Regions from separate parts of the Oryzias latipes genome. Here region 1 is linked to region 2. The links are chromatin contacts, called in public Hi-C maps. All regions are on one chromosome and are shown on one strand. The core of a region is the stretch at or near the end of the contact, and the rest is flanking DNA. Distances in the headings are between cores, read along the strand shown.

Evidence for each region. Hi-C and Micro-C count contacts between places; a contact is called where the count stands out from the background.
Region 1: a contact with region 2 is called in a Hi-C map of embryo, with 3 times the contacts expected there. The contact joins the promoter of LOC101159200 here to the promoter of mfsd3 in region 2. A contact is called at or near these places in 5 of 5 Hi-C or Micro-C datasets (embryo, fibroblasts and gastrula embryo).

The regions. Positions count from the first base shown.
Region 1 is chr9:18,610,391-18,613,899 of ASM223467v1, reverse strand. LOC101159200 (transient receptor potential cation channel subfamily M member 6) reads left to right here and starts at 2,229. Exons shown (of 41, transcript XM_023958588.1): 1 at 2,229-2,536. The coding sequence starts at 2,477. LOC101156019 reads left to right here and starts at 839. Exons shown (of 2, transcript XM_004072514.3): 1 at 839-1,351; 2 at 1,629-2,111. The coding sequence starts at 974. The coding sequence ends at 1,799. carnmt1 (carnosine N-methyltransferase) reads left to right here. Exons shown (of 8, transcript XM_004072695.4): 8 at 1-450. The coding sequence ends at 145.
Region 2 is chr9:18,467,138-18,470,539 of ASM223467v1, reverse strand. mfsd3 (major facilitator superfamily domain-containing protein 3) reads right to left here and starts at 1,498. Exons shown (of 6, transcript XM_023958587.1): 1 at 1,317-1,498; 2 at 23-833. The coding sequence starts at 722. It overlaps anxa1 (annexin A1), which reads right to left. Exons shown (of 12, transcript NM_001104825.1): 12 at 2,998-3,402. The coding sequence ends at 3,361.

The DNA.
Region 1 (3,509 bases), core at 980-3,479, 140 kb before region 2:
GCTCAGATACGTGTACGACTGTGTCTTCTTTGTCGCGCGAAAGCCCTCAGGTATGCATTTCAAGAATCAAAGCGACGATCAGCAGCAAAGCTTACCACCAGCTGCTAAGTCACCTCGGCAAGAAGACGCAGACAGATTTACATGACATGAGAGAAAAAATGATGAACTTTGATCCTGATTTTTAATGATGAAGTAAAGTTGACAAAATGAACTTTTTATGCAGAAAATGATCAGCTTACTTTTTATGTCAAATGGATCTTTAAGGTTGTGGCTGTAAGGTATTCTCTCTTCAACGGGCAACGATTTTGACGAACAGTCCACTCACCAAAGTATGTCTTAAAATGTTGAAAGTACCGTGAGGTTTTGTAAAACTGTGCCATATGTGCTCAGAAAATGGTCAGTCTACCACGCAACACTGAAATGTATTAAATGTCTTTGCCTATTTTTTTATTTGGTTGTGTCCTTAATTTACAAAATTTGTATTTTTGTAATTCAGGAGTTAATTAGTTTTGTCAACCATTTTCTGTTTCTCGACATTCACTGACAGAATATCTTGGTATCATTTAAATGAAGGGGGGTGTCCTATTTATTGAAACATTGAGAATAGCCTAAAGAATAAAAATAATGTTTTGAATAATGCTGTAAAATGGTTGAAATGTGTCCACGTTGCAAAGTATATCTTTTTATTTCGATAATAAGATAAAATTTTCCATTAGCTCCTTAAAACCTTTGCCTGGAACAATTTAAATAAAAAATTCCGAAATAAAACGGATGGTGCCGCAACCGGAAGGGAAAATGTTATGGGAGGGGTTTAAATTGCAGAACTCATATTTGATTGGTTGTATTTTGTGGGTGTGGACGTCACTACCGGTTTATTAGTTTTACCCAGATTAGCCACCACAGGAAAGTGACGCATTTTTTGGTATAGCTGGCTGCTTCAATTGCTCAATAACTTCTATTTAATCTGATTGTGATGGCCAAGAGAAACGCGGAGAGCACGCTGCACGAGCTCTCCCCTAAGAAACACCGTCCTCTATTTCACAGTATTGACATACAGGTGGACAGCATGGCTTCAGTCGGAGGTGTGCCATCCCTCCTAGCATTGTTGGGAAACCGTTGCAGAAAGAGGCCGCACTGCTTTGACGATGAAGAGACCCCAGAGGAAAAAGACACGGGCTTTTGTCTTAGGACTGCAGTCGGCCACCCGAGGAAGCACGTGGCGAATGTTTTGACGGAACCGATCTCTGGAAGTTTCCAGGATCTTCGCAGCTCCTTCGCTTTCACAAACAAGAAACGATCTCGGAAGGATTTCGTTCGGTCGGAAGCAGCAATTTCTCAAGAAAAAAATAAAGTATGATTTTTTTTTTTTACAGCGTGCAGTATTTAAGAGTTTCGTACCATATGGGGATATGATTAGCCTGTTTTGCATTTCTAAGAAAACTACAGTGTAGTGATCGTAATCATCCGCTAGATGTCGCTATTTGCACATTAAATCTGGCTTGTTTTCCCACTAAACTGTCAAGTCATTTCTCCCACCGTCATTTTCCTTAAACTGATTGTTTTTCTGAAGTTGCAAATCATTGGATTCGTTTGCCAATGCTTACTTTGATTATTCTGTTTAATTTCAGGCAGTTGACATCTCGCAGAGTGAAGACTGCACATACAACTCCTTCCACTTTTGGAGAGTCCCCTTACCTGAACTTGACCTTTCCCTGCTGGATGATGGTCCTGGGGCAGATTCCAAGACAAAGGAACACTCAAAAATCAGTGACTCATGTTCAGATGCCATGGAGAGTTGAAGATAAAAAGTTAACCATTCCTAATACATACGTATATCTATTTGACCCATTTTCACAATCGATGGACATGGTGAAGACAGGGTCAGACACCTTAAAACCAAAACACAGAGGCAAGTTTATCCTGCCTGTTAAGTTCTTGGTGTTGCTGACTTAAATGGGAACTTCTTAAGCAGCAGATCATCTACCAGCAGATTTAACAGCTTTGTGTGAGCCACTAAAGCGTTTGATGCTTTGTAGTCAACCTGCTACTAGTGTTATCCAAATGCTGTATCAGTTTTGTTAATAATAAAAAAAGTCTTTGTATTAAACCGTTTTTGAATCCAGTTTCATTTCTGGCCACCAAATTTTCAATTTTGAAAAACAACATAACATTTTCAGGAGCCTTTTTTGTTGTTGTTTTGAGTGAGCGCTATGACACAAACAAAGTGCTAAATGAGCAGGTTCCCGTTCATCACGGGGGTTTTCATTCATCACCTGTGTGTTCAGTGGGTTTCTGTGCCATTAAAAAGGGTAATGAGGTCATAGAACGTCGTTGACCGCTACGGAGGTATAAACAGGTTTTAAGAAGGAGGTCACGAAGTCCTCCAGGCTTCTTGGAAGGCCCGGCGCCCTTTGGACCTGCGGCTGATAAAGGAGCGGCCTGCCGGGCGGAGGAATGATGAAGCGGCGGGGTTTGAATGAGGGTCGACGGTAGACCTCAACACTTCTGCGTGCTCCATCTGAACGATACAAACATGGTAAGTTTGGAAAAAAAAAAGGTGGTGCTGCATACAGATCACTTAGGATTTTTATTTTCAGCTAGTTTTTAGAATGTATCCATTTAAGACAGAAGCAGGGCGATTTATTAACTAATTAGCTAATTGCTAACTTTGATGTTAGCTAAGTTTAGCTGTGGTTTGAAGTTTTAGCCAAAGGTTTATCACCTGGATAAACTTTAGAAGCGAGTTAGCTAGGCAGTACAGCTGAATAATAAAACGAAATATGTCAAATGTATCATATAGTACGGTGGCCGAGAACAGCCATTGCAGCAAAAAAAAAAAAAAAAAAAAAAAAAAAAAAAGCAACTGCAAACAAAAATTAATTTGGTATGCCGAATAAATGTTTGAAGTAAAGTAAAGGCAAAAAAGTATTGGACTGTCTCAGATATGTTGAGGCGAACTGGGTCTGCAAGTAAACATAAAAATGGGAATTATTTCTTGATATTTGTATTAAAATACAAATCTTTAAAAAAAAATAAGCTAAATTAAAAACAACACAAAAACCCTAATTCGGATTAAACCACAAAGAAAAAACGAGTGGTATAATATTCTTAATTAAAATATTGACAATTTAAAATAAACCAATATTTCATTTAATATGACCCCCCCCCCCCCCAAAAAAAAATCTCATTGAATTTATGTTAAATAAATATTTTCACATTTTTTTAAGTCATTTCGGATAAGATTTGCCTTCTTTTTAAATATTTGATATTGTACCTGTACTTTTTAAATCTTTTAAACTTTCAATTCAGTTCATTTATATGTATATATCCCAATAGCAATAGTCATCTCAATAGGCTTCATACTGGTAATTGCAAAGTAAACATTAAATCATAAGGAACATGAAGTCATAGAATTCAAAAGGCAAACTAAACTAAACAGACTAAACTTAACTGGGCATCCCTGCCCTTAAATTTGAAATTGAATTTTAATTTAGAAAAACCTGAAACTA
Region 2 (3,402 bases), core at 249-2,748:
TGTGCGTATGGTTTGGACCTACCTAGTTTGTAGGTGAGCACATACAGGACTGTCCACGGTGTCCCAGGAACCGCCAGCAGTTTCCTCCAAATCCTCCATGGCCTCAAGGCTTCACCTCCTTGCCCTCCTCTCTTGGTGCCATCCGCCTGCTGGCCCCGAACCGTCTCATGGTCCAGAACTGGGGTCCCCCACACAAACAGGGCCATCCCTGAGTATACAAACGTCAGCAGCACAAACATCCAGCTCCATCCAGCCACATCGATCACAGCCAGTAGTCCGCCTCCTGCGAACACTGACCCAGCTTTATAGCCTACAACTTGCGCTGTATTACCCAACCCCAACTCCCCACGTCCTTTCAGCAGCCCCACAGCAGCTCCGTCTACAGCAATGTCCTGAACAGACGCTAGGGTGTTCATTGCCAAAAGGGTTCCAGCTACCCCCCAGATATGTGCCTCTGGGGCCAGAGCAGCACTGCTGAGGCATGTCAGAGCAAGGCCACACACCGTCGCCACCACCCACCGACGCTTGGTGCCGACCCGGTCCACCAAAGGGGCCCACAGTACCTTGAGTACCCAAGGAAAGTAGAGGATCTTGGTGAACCCTATGCGGGTAAGGGAGTGACCAGCTCCACGCAGATAGAGAGGAAGCAGAGAGGACTGGAGACCATAGGGGATGCCCTGGACGAAATACAGCAGTCCAAGGAAGACCAGTTTGTCATTCATGATCTAGATCCAGAAAAGGTTGACTTAAGCAGCCACTGGGAGGTTCCATGGGTCAGGTCGCTGGCATTATTATGGACTGAAAAAGGAAATTGAAGATACAGATGGGCTGACCTGAAATACAAAAAGAAATAAAAAAGGTAAAGACGTTTTATTTTGTGGCGCCAACTTTGATCCTGGGGTTATGCAGTACTGAGAGGCTAGAATGTGACAGCTGATTCAGGGGAGCAGCCTTAAAAGGTTGGGTTCTCGCTGCAGTTTTTACTGCTTCACCAGCTCAGTTACGACCAAGCACCTCCTCTACTTCTGGCGACCGACAGGCCGGCGTACAGACACCCTTCACGGGCTCAGTAATAACACAATTTAAGGTATTTCTCAAAGAGAGTTAACATTTCAAACACGACTTTCTTCATTTTGGTTTGCAGGTAACGATTGACAGAGTCAGGGTTACATAGCGGGTTAGCTCAGACTCGTGCTAAGTGGAGTTAATAACTAGCTAAACACGTTTACTCAGTACGTCGTTCATGACATGTGTTGTCGCAGAAGTGAATTATGTTGCTATAGGTTTTAACCCGGTGTCAAACATAAAACACGTACAGAGGAGGACGTTACTTCGGTCAGCTTTAGCTCACAGCACCGGGTCCTTCGCTTGTTTACAGATTGGGGCTGTATGAGAGTTGAAGTTGCCAGGTTCTGTGACAGCAATCCCTCCTTTGAGAGGAATAAACCGGGGGAGCTCTCGTGAAACCCTTTTTTCTTCTTCCTTAAAAAAAATTAAAGCAGCTGCTTGAATCTGGGACAACAGCGCCATCTTCTGTAGTAAACGAATAGTTACCCATTTCTTTTGTTTTTTATTTATTAAAGTTTATTTCTAACATCTAAATGATAACGTTTAGTCAACATGATAGTAATAACAATAATAGTAATAATCATAATAATATAAACACAAATGAAAATGGAAAGGGAGGAGGCAGACGCTTGGCTTATTAAAGCCTGCCCCTTAAAAAATAATTCAAGAAGAAGAATCAAATAAAATTAAATCTATGGACACATTTTCAGCATACCAACACTGTGTAATTATAGTTTAACAGTCATAGTCATGTTTATTGTTTTAAAGACCCACTCCATTAAAAAAATTGAGTTTTTCTGTTTAGCATGTTCTTGTGGCAGTTTACTGATGATGGAAAACAAGTCTCAAGAACATTAAGTTCAATATTGTATTTCTGAGTATTTCTTTATTTAAATTGTTGTAAATCAGGAGAAGACAAAAAATAAAAAATAAATTATATAATCTTTATAAAAAAATGTTTTTTTTGTATGATTTTTTTTTTGTATTTGTGACAGAAAATATGCTGGGCGGGCCACAAGCTCCGTGCTTTGCGCCTATCTGAGATGCATCCACCTGTAGGCGACTAGATCCATGTAGGTCTTTGTTTACCTTGTCTGAGCTGACACCTGGCTCAAAATTGTACCTTCATAGCTCCAACATTGCTCATCATTTTTGTTGCACAGGTAATGTTAGGTAGGGGATGTGAGGGGCAGTAAAGCAGCGGTAGAGTGTGCAAATAGAGAGCTCTCAGCAGTAACGGGGAATGGGACAGGGGCGGGGTTGCTCTGTGCCAATAGTCCCGCCCACAACTCAGAAACAAATTTCTAATCAACTGATGCTACTCTGTATATGTCCTGACAGCAACAGTTATTTTTATTTGTTTGTTTGACAAAAAAAAAAGCAAATTCATAATTAAAGGACCACTGAAATTGCATTAAAAATGAATAATAAGATGATTGGAGTGGGACTTTAAAAACAAATTCTTATGATTATCCTATTTTTCTTAATTTTCAGTTTCCTAATTGAATCCCACACCTCAGAGTTTTGAAAATATATTGTCTTCCGTACCAAATTTAACAAATTGCTTTAAGATCTCTTTAATTTGCCCTTTCAGGATTGCAGTTCATATGACCTAATCTCTAGATTGATATGTGTCTGAAAAAAGAAGACAAATGCTTCACAGATTTTAGTGGATGACGTAAAAATATTTTAAAAAGTCTGATTAAAAAAAAAAGTACCAGCTCTCAGAGGGCATTGTACGAAAAAGTAAGCTGTCATTGTGGTCGCAAAAAATATTTGCAGAGTATTTTTCAAAGTTGTTGCAAGGTGCTGAATGCCATTTCATTTGTGTATCTTTGTAATATTTGCCTATGTGGCACATGAATTGACTTCTAGATATCCCTGTTTTGTGCTGAATGTGTGTAAAAAAACAAGACCTTACAAAATAAGTCATCATTTGAAAAAGCTTTTATTTGCAAATGTCAAAGCTCCTTCAAGGGTAATAACACTGTTTCAAAAACAAATTAGCACGTGATCTGAATGCACCTCCATAAAAACACACATGAAACTGTTTGTGTGTAGCATGGGACAGAGAATCTAGTGATTTCATGTCTATACTGATCCTTTGGTTTAACACTGACTAACTTGCATAGAAAATATGCGGTTTGGCAATCCTAACTCAGTGGTAATCTTTTTACTGATTGCTAAATGTCTAGACAGTCACCAAAAAGCTATCTGCTTGGTATTACATTGGGCACAATGCAGGTCAAGGGACATCACAGGAGATTGTTCTTTGATCCCATTGACGCAAATTTAGTTATCTCCTCCACAGAGAGCCAGGAGGATCTTCTCGTA